2 separate regions of the Arachis hypogaea genome follow, and region 2 is linked to region 1. A link is a contact called in public Hi-C data. All regions are on one chromosome and are shown on one strand. Each heading gives the region's core, a stretch centred on a gene start, on an enhancer-like site or on the middle of the called end of the contact. The rest is flanking DNA. Distances are from core to core; before and after follow the strand shown. Region 1 holds the start of LOC112789691. Region 2 has its middle 16 kb from the start of LOC112789692.

Region 1 (4,819 bases), core at 451-2,950:
AGTTATGAAACAAGAAAAGATTGAAATATTCAACCAACCAAAATGAAATGGCCAGAGATTAGAATACTAGTATAGATTTAGCTACCATGACTGCGATTGCCAATAATCAAATATCAGCCTATAGATTAGTATGATTAGATAATTCATGAAACAAGAAAAGATTGAAATATTCAAGTAACCAAAATGAAATGGCCAGAGATTAGAATACTTGCATGTTTAATGTTCAGGGGAGAGTCAAACTGCATAGCCATATCCAAATTGTGAAAGGTTATTGTTTCAGTTTAGAAAACTAAATACTTCTATGATAAACCTTGGATGTAAATTCTTTTTCCTTTTTGGTTTAGAAGAAAACTAGAAATCCAAACAATAAAAAATGATCCTAAATGAGTCCTTCATTTCCTAATATGTTCTTCAAGTAATTATTTGCCATACTATAACATGGAAGTTCTTTCTTGTATACAGCAAATGTGAGGATAACGCCTAGACGATTTGTTTTGAGCGGCCTGAAGGGAGCAGTTAAGACTCCTTTGCCTGACTCTCTTGCACGCAACATATTAATGAAAAATGAAAAGTATATTTAGGTATCAATGTATCAGTCTTCTACTTACATACCAGAGATTACACAGAATTAGTTTATCAAAATCATTGACTGTGATTTGAGAAATAAAAGAACAAAAACATAGACTCACATTTACATCAAATCAGAACCACATTGGTCCCCTACATTGAGAATTACAAAAATCAAAAGCTGAAAAATATATATAGGACTACTAAATTTCAACATCATCAACAACCACCTTAGATTATTTTTTTGTTACATAACTCCTCAATCCAATTGAGAAACAAAACGAATCAGTAAAGGAAAGAAATATAAATCAATTGAAGAAAAAAGAGTCTCTAAAATTCAAAGCATGCAGTTTTTCAACAGAAGAATTCCACTTTATTTATAACAGATGCATGATAAAAAATATTATAGCATCTCAATTGGCCTAAAAAACTTAATAGCTTATGGTAGTTTCATAAACAACTAACAGTTAAACATATGATTGATCTTCAGTAAGCTTTAATTCTTTTAATTTCTTGTCTGGAGATGTCTCACCAACACTTTATTCAGTTTTTAATCTATTTTTTCACTAATCATAAATGTTACAACACTAAATGAACCTTAACATTGAGCAAAATCCCTCAAAAAAAATGTTGAACATAACAATAACAACACAATAAGAAAACTCATCAGAAGAAACACCAAGAACAAAAATAAAAAATAAAAACTAAGAAATAGGAAAAAAATCTCAAATCTTACCTCAGAAATAAAGGGAAAATGGCATGTGGAGGAGGTGTGGAAGGAGGGGCACAATGTGATTGTCGACGACAGCAAGGAACTCAATGATGGAGGAACATGCCACACCTCGGTTCGTGGCTCTTCAGATCTACTTCCAATGGAGGAGTGAAGGAACGGTCATGACTCGTGAATGAAAGCGAGGAGGAAGGGCAGTGGCAGAAACACAACGGCGACACCAAGAGAGAAGGAGAGCGCTCGAACAGAGGAGAAGGCTGTGGGGTTGCGGGGAGCTGCGATGGCTGATGCGGGGCTGCGTGGCTGCAGCAGCGACAGAGACTGCGGTGGCTGCAGCGGCGAAGAGTTTAAGGGATGAGGGCGAATGGTTATGCAGAGTATGAATGGAGTGTGAATGGTGTTCCAAGAGTTTAAGGGATTAGGGTTCTCAATGTTTCTGACGGAAAATTTAAATTACAAACGGATTTTCTGTCTGTAACCATTTCTCACTAAAAAAAATTAATTTTTCCGATGAATTTATCGACGGATTCTCTTTTCCATCTATAATTTATGCTAATCCATTTTTTTGTTTTCCGACAAAAAATTCCCCTGAAATTCCCTCTGTATTTCAGTGGGATAAAATCTGTCGGAAATATCCGTCTGTAATAACTAGTTTTCTAGTAGTGAACCAGGCTTTGGTTACTAACAATAATTTGATTTGGCACTTAGATTTTAAACCAGTTCAAACTGAAAGACCAGGAGAGTTAATTACTTACTACAAGATTGCACGTAAGGAAATTTTGCATGCTTTTCCTCTCTTTTGTTTTGTGTTCTCTATTTATTGAGAGTATTTCAGAAGAATTCTACATCTCATTTTTTACATTGTGTCTTTAGCAGGTCATTGCAAGTGGAATCTAGATCAGCTGTTTTACAATAATAACTTTAGCTGAGTAATCATTCTTGAAGGCGGAAAGGACTATCTTTATAACCACTTTTACTTTCTTTATTTTTTCATAATTGGAAAAAACATATGAAACCTTATTGGGTATATTTGTTTAATATCAGATGACATGATTATTTTGGCACCTGTAAATTTTTGCTCTAATATAACTTTATTAAGATATTAGTGTAGCTTGCCTACACTTTCAGATGATTATAACTTTAATAATGCTCCTATATCATGGTTTTCCAATTGTTCCCCTTAACATATGTATTTTCCTGAAGGAAATTTTTCAAAAGATCAACCTCTTTTATTGTGCTTTACTTTCCTTTGACACCTACACGTTCTCTTTATCAAAGGGGTTATGAATTTCTATGATTAGAAACTTTTTTCAAGGTTTGATTTTTCATTTGTTGTCATTTATACTTTGGAAACATGTTCTGTTCAGCAGTAATTAAGTATTCGTCCATCTTTGATATTTTTTATTGTTTTGTGTAGTAGCATTCAGCCCTCTTTGCTTTGTAATAGTGCTTTACGCAACCTTAATAAGCAAGTCTAAAAAAGTGGAATTAGGTTTATACAAGACATAAGAATCAGTTGTCAACAGTTAAATGTCAAATAAGTAATCTAGAGTCAATGTTCTTTTGTACTATACCTTTAAATCTATAGATTCAAGACTTCAAGTCAATGATTCTTTTGTACTATACCTTTAAATTTATAGATTCAAGACTTCAAGTCAATGATCAAAATACTATGTAAAACGTGTAATGCGAGCCCTTTTCTTTTATACTGATGTTGCTGGTGATGTCATCGTCTCTTGCTTTATTAGAGAGGTAGAAAGACTAATTCTCCAAAAAGATAGTGAGATTGCGCTCTACACTAAAATTGTCTCTGAGATTTCAATTGTCCTAATTACGTTTTTGAGATTGGAAAAATTACACCATATGAGAGTTTCTGGTCCATTTTTCGTTAATGACATGCTGACATGACTCGATAACGTGGATCTTTGGTAACACATGTCAACTCATGATTTTGCCACGTGTAACGGTATGATAACGTGTCGGTCAGCGACACGTGGCATGCTGACGTGAATGGTTATGTCACGTGTCACAATGCTGTTTGCCACGTGTCGAATTATGCCACGTGTTACAATGTTATTTGTCCATGTGTCATTTACTATGTCATTATTACATATGCACTAAATTGGTCCCTTTACTTTGCATCAAATGACTCATTTTAGTCCCTAAAATTGAATGTCGTGCACCAAATTAGTCAATTTCATCATTTTGTTGTCATTTTCTTTTGTAAATTTAAAATTCTCAATATTTTTTGATTACACTAATTATAATTATATTTTTTATTATACAATTTTTTATAATAAATTTTTTAATTAATAATTTTAACTTGTATCATTAGAGCACATGTTAGCTAAATCCAAAAGTTTATTATTGACTCTTGTGTTTATTTGTATCTATTTTAATACTGTTCAAGTCATATTTACAATAAATGCTTATATTAATTAATAGTGTAATATATGAAAAGGCCAAGCTAAGTTATAAATAAAATGAATTATTATAATCGACAGTATAAATCTATCTTATTAATTTAATGAGAAGTCAACTATATGGGGAATCAAACATTCTTAAAACGGATGGGAATAATGAATTTATACGAAAATGTTTGGTAACCAAAGAAAATAAGTCAAAAATAGCCATAACTTGCCTTATTTATAACAAATGCCTTATCAAGTATTCTTAAAATATTTATTAAGGTGTTAAATATTAAAAAGTTTGTATTAAAAAATATTATTATACTCTTAACTTACACTCTTTACTAAATCAATATCAATATCTCATATAATCCTTTTAATAAAACATCGAAGAAAAAAAATTATATAATTAAAACTAAAATTTTCAAAATATTTTATAAAAGCACTTGTATTTAAATAACTTGTGAAAAAATAAAATTAAAATTAGTGTATTCAAAGATATTAAAAATTTTGAATTTATAATAGCATGCCACATGTCGTTGACCAATACGTCATTATACCGTTATATGTGGCCAAACCATGAGATGATACATGTCACCAAAGGTTTTACGTCATCAAGTCATGTCAGCGCATCATTAACGAAAAATGGGTCAGGGACTAATATGGTGCAATTTTTTCAATCCCAGAAACGTAATTGATGGAATTAGAATTTTAGGAACGATTTTGATACACAGCATCAAACTCAAGAGACCACTTTAGGAATTTAGTCAAGGAAGAAACCAACCTTACCTTTTTCAATAAAGTGCATTTTTCCCTTGCTAAGTTGACAGAAAATTAAATTAAAAATTAAAAAAAGTGGACTTACAATACATATAGCAGTAAAGAAGGATTGTACTTTTTTATGGAATTTAAACCGCAATGTCAATCAACATTTTTAAGATTTGGTTATAAATGATTCAAATGTTCATTTTTTTTAAATCTTTACCTCTACAATTCTTTTTTATCATTTATCTCATTAATACCACATTTGTTTGCTTCAATGTATTTATTTTGATACTGAAATATGAAACATCTGCTAATTTTACAAAAAAATGGATAATCACCATATGTCATA
Region 2 (4,212 bases), core at 425-2,924, 460 kb after region 1:
TGCTGTTGAACAAGCATTGTGTAAGGCATGGTAACGATGACGCGATGATAGTGAAAGGGCAGTAACCAACAGTAAGAATGGTTGTTGTAGATTTAGCCATGTTAAGCTTCTGATTCTAGAAGAGTGTATTTTTTTGGTGAATTTTGAGAAGAATAAGAAAAATAAGAAGAAGAAGATTTGGGAGAAAAAAAATAAAGGTGTTGATACTGTAGTCATTGATGGATGAAATTTTTTGAAACATTGTTCTTGCCGAAGTTTGGGAAAGAGAAAAGGATATGATTAATTTCGGTATTTTGTTAAAAAGTCAACAAAAAATTAGACTTTTGGTACTTTTGTTGAAAAGAATCTATTCTTTATGAATACAATGTTAGTTTTTTTGTTTGATGAGTATTTTTGTCAGCGTTCGTAAAATTCATGAATATTAATAGTTGCTTTTCCTTAATGATTTAACTAATTTGTATGTTATATTACTAGTTATATGCTTAACGCATGCATCTAATGTCAGAGGTGCCGCTAAGGTGAACGTTCAACTTCAACTCTGACTTTCTATTTGAAGTGCCAACTTCTTCTCTTCTTATGCTATATAAATTCATTTCTGATTTGGATCCTACACTAAAATATATTTATGTGTTCTATATATTTGTGTTTTTTTAATATTAAATATTCAGAATTTGAGAAGTTAAAGCATATAAAGATTTTATTAATATCTTACTCAATATAGTTGAGAAGTTGATAACAAAAACGTTGGTGTAATTAAAAATGTAATAAAAAGTTAGAGCATACAATAACTTTAGACTAGGGTTGCAACAGATCAGATCGGATTAGATGTGGTCAAAATTTTGCCCCGATCTATACTAAACACATCAATCGCATCAGATCGGATACAATATTTGTATTTTTTATGTTTGGATCCGCTTTGAATCGGATATCGAATTTTGCATATCAGATTGAATTGAATCCGCAAAATAAAAAATTTTCTAAAAAACTTATTTCTAATAAATTTAGAGCATAAAAAATTAAAAAACAAAAACTATACAAAATATAAATATAGAACTAGAAAATATTCCATCACTTAAAATTAAGTAGATATTTATTAAAAATTATTTTAACAAATGATTTTTATAAAAAAATTATACTATTAAATAATAATAATAATAATAATAATAATAATTATTATTATTATTATTATTATTATTATTATTATTATTATTATTATATGTTAATTTCATAGGGAATGGATCGGAGTGTGTGAGATGCGCACAAAAGAAAAAGAATTTTTCAAGTTTCTGAAAGAGAAAGACTAAACTTAACTATATATATATATATATATATATATATATATATATATATATATATATATATATATATAATGTGTTGCAGATTTACACATTAAATTTGCGGATACAGATATTTCTACAATTTGTAGATCGAAAATGGATATATATATATATATATATATATATATATATATATATATATATATATATATATATATGATTTGCGAATATTATTCGATTCATGTTCACCTATGCACACGTATTCTCTCTTCTTTCCATGGGCTTTATATATCAAATTCTTTTTGGACAAGTCTGAGTCAATTAATCCAACCCGAACAAACCTAAATCGGATAAAATCCTAAATTCCCATGTTCACCTATACACACACATTCTCTCTTCTTTCCATGGGTTTCATATATCAATTTTTTTTTAGTGGATCTGGGTCGAATAATCCAACCCAAATAAATCTAAACCGGATAAAATCCTAAATTTCAATTACAACTACTCTAACTATTCCCAAAACATAATTTAATCATAGCTAGAATGTGAATCTAGTATGCTTTTTTTTTTCTTTTGGTCATACAACACACTCATTCACACATTCTATACACACATACAAACCTAGCAACTGCACTAGGATTCGAACCTAGTATGGCTTTATTTTTGAAGCAAATATTTTTGTCACTACATCATATGCCTCAGCTACACCTGGTATGTTTTTTAATCAAGCAAATATAATTATCATTGAACCAGGCCTTGCAGTGCAAGTAAGGCTGGATGTGAGCTGAGCTGAGTCAAGCTAGATCAAATTCAAGCTCGACTCACAAAAATTGAACTTGGCTCACGGCTCGATTTATTAACAATCGAGCTTATTTTTTAAGTTCAAGCTCGGCTCACGAAAACTCACGAGTTGGATCAAATAATAAAAACATAAATATACAATCTATAATTCTATATCAATAATTATAACTTATATATTTTAAAAAATATTTAAAAATCAATTTTATATATTATTTATCTATCAATAAATTATAAATTTTGTATTTATGTCCTATATTAAAATTATATGTAAAAAATAAATATAAAATTTTAAATAATTAAGATAATTAATATATATAATTATATTTTATTATTTTATATGTATATATATAATATTAAAAATATAGATTAAATGCATATATATATATATATATATATATATATATATATATATATATATATATATATATATATATATATATATACGAGTTTAGCTCGGCTCATTTAATTTATGAGATTAATTTCAAGCTCAAACTTGACTTACCAGCTCACGAATTTAGCTCATCAAACTATTAACGAATTGAACTCGAATTGACTCATAAGTTAGCTTGACTCACTTTCAACCCTAAGTATAATGAACTGGGCCCCAGACCATTCTTATGCGAAAGCAAACTCTTTGTTTCTATACGAGTTTTATTAAGTTGCTTTGGGTGCCATACCATTCACCATCTAACCTAGGAGCCTCAGAAATGGCATGGGCTCAACCGGTAATTTCAAATGAGTGACGAGACGTGGCCGAATGAAATTGTCGAAACTTTATTCAATAAAGTCCAATTGCAAGCAAGACTTTATCCTTTATTATTATTACTTTTGGACATTTGACTTTGCAGTTTTTGACGACTTTTTGTGTATGTGTGTGCCAGTTTTTTTCCTCGTTTTTTGGAATTATGTGTGTGTGGTATTTTTTTAAATACATATCAGATTGGAACGCACTCTTGTGAGTATTTTATTAATATCCAAAATAAAATAGGCCAGGCCCAAATATGACAGGTCTCATGAATTGTGGTGCAAGTCCAAAATAGTCACAGGCCATAATTCAGAAGTGTCCACAATTATCTCCTTTTTGCTGATTACAAAACCATATCACTTCTGACCAAAACATAAAACCAATTACAAAAAAAACATATCAGCGTGTTTTTAGTAGTTTAAACTTTTATCAAATAATTCAAACAAAAAAAATCACGACTGTACAGCAAAAAAAAAAAAACGGCTCCTAAATCAGACCAAAGTAGGGCCGTCAAAATGGGCCAAGCCCATTGGGCTGGCCCGTTTACCCGTTTAAATGGGCGGGCTTTTGTCTCTAATTCAGGCCCATTTAAATTTCGGGCTAAACGGGCTGAGCCCGATTAACCCGAAAAAAATTGCGGGTTAAATGGGCTAGCCCGCGGGCTAAATGGGGGCCCGCATAAAATTTGGTTTTTTTTTTAAATTGAAATTTCAGATTTTGGCCCAGCATCATTGGGAAAAAAAATAACTCGACCCGTACAAAAATAACAAAAAGACCAATAGTCCAATATTATATATTATGCAAGATAAAAAAAATCCTTAAACCCAGCCCAAAATATAACCCAACCCATATACAATATAAGATTAAGAGTACAAAATAAAATAAAAAACTCTCTCTAACACTCACTAAAAATTGTAACGTACAAAGGAAAGGATGAAAGGAAAAGGAAAAATCACTTTAGAGTAGCCATAACCCATGCCCATGAGCCCATCAGCCTATAATCCAATAATCCATATCACCATATGCCCTAAATGCTAAATCAGTAAATTCCTAATTCTTCAATCTTCGTTTCTTGTACACACTACACAGCAAGTGAGCAAACATTCAAAGAAAAAAGAGAAAGCACACTAAAGTAGCATAAATCCCTAATTCTTCTGCACATCACCACAGCTTTACAAATTTATTGTTTATGCATGTATCCATCCTTCTTCCGGCGACAGTAACTTCTTTGTCAGTGTCATCGATGAGCATCCCCACCGTTAGAGTCTTGCGAGGCTCTCATCACCGTTAGCCCTTCAGTTTTCATTACCTCATCCATTCTTCAGTAAGCTTCTACTCTTCGTTAGTTTTCGTAGCCTTCAGTCATCACAGTCATCAATTTTCAGCCAA

Evidence for each region. A called contact is a pair of places that touch in the nucleus more often than the background predicts.
Region 2: a contact with region 1 is called in a Hi-C map of an unstated tissue, with 4 times the contacts expected there. The contact joins the enhancer-like site here to the promoter of LOC112789691 in region 1. A contact is called at or near these places in 2 of 8 Hi-C or Micro-C datasets (leaf and an unstated tissue).

Annotation. Positions count from the first base shown.
Region 1 is chr3:17,931,703-17,936,521 of arahy.Tifrunner.gnm2.J5K5, forward strand. LOC112789691 reads right to left here and starts at 1,701. Exons shown (of 8, transcript XM_029296286.2): 1 at 1,304-1,701.
Region 2 is chr3:18,387,022-18,391,233 of arahy.Tifrunner.gnm2.J5K5, forward strand. No RefSeq gene overlaps it. Among protein-coding and RNA genes, the nearest start is that of LOC112789692, 16 kb to the left of the region's middle. Within about 2 kb of position 1,675, at least 3 of the 3 cell types and tissues checked have open chromatin away from gene starts, as enhancers often do.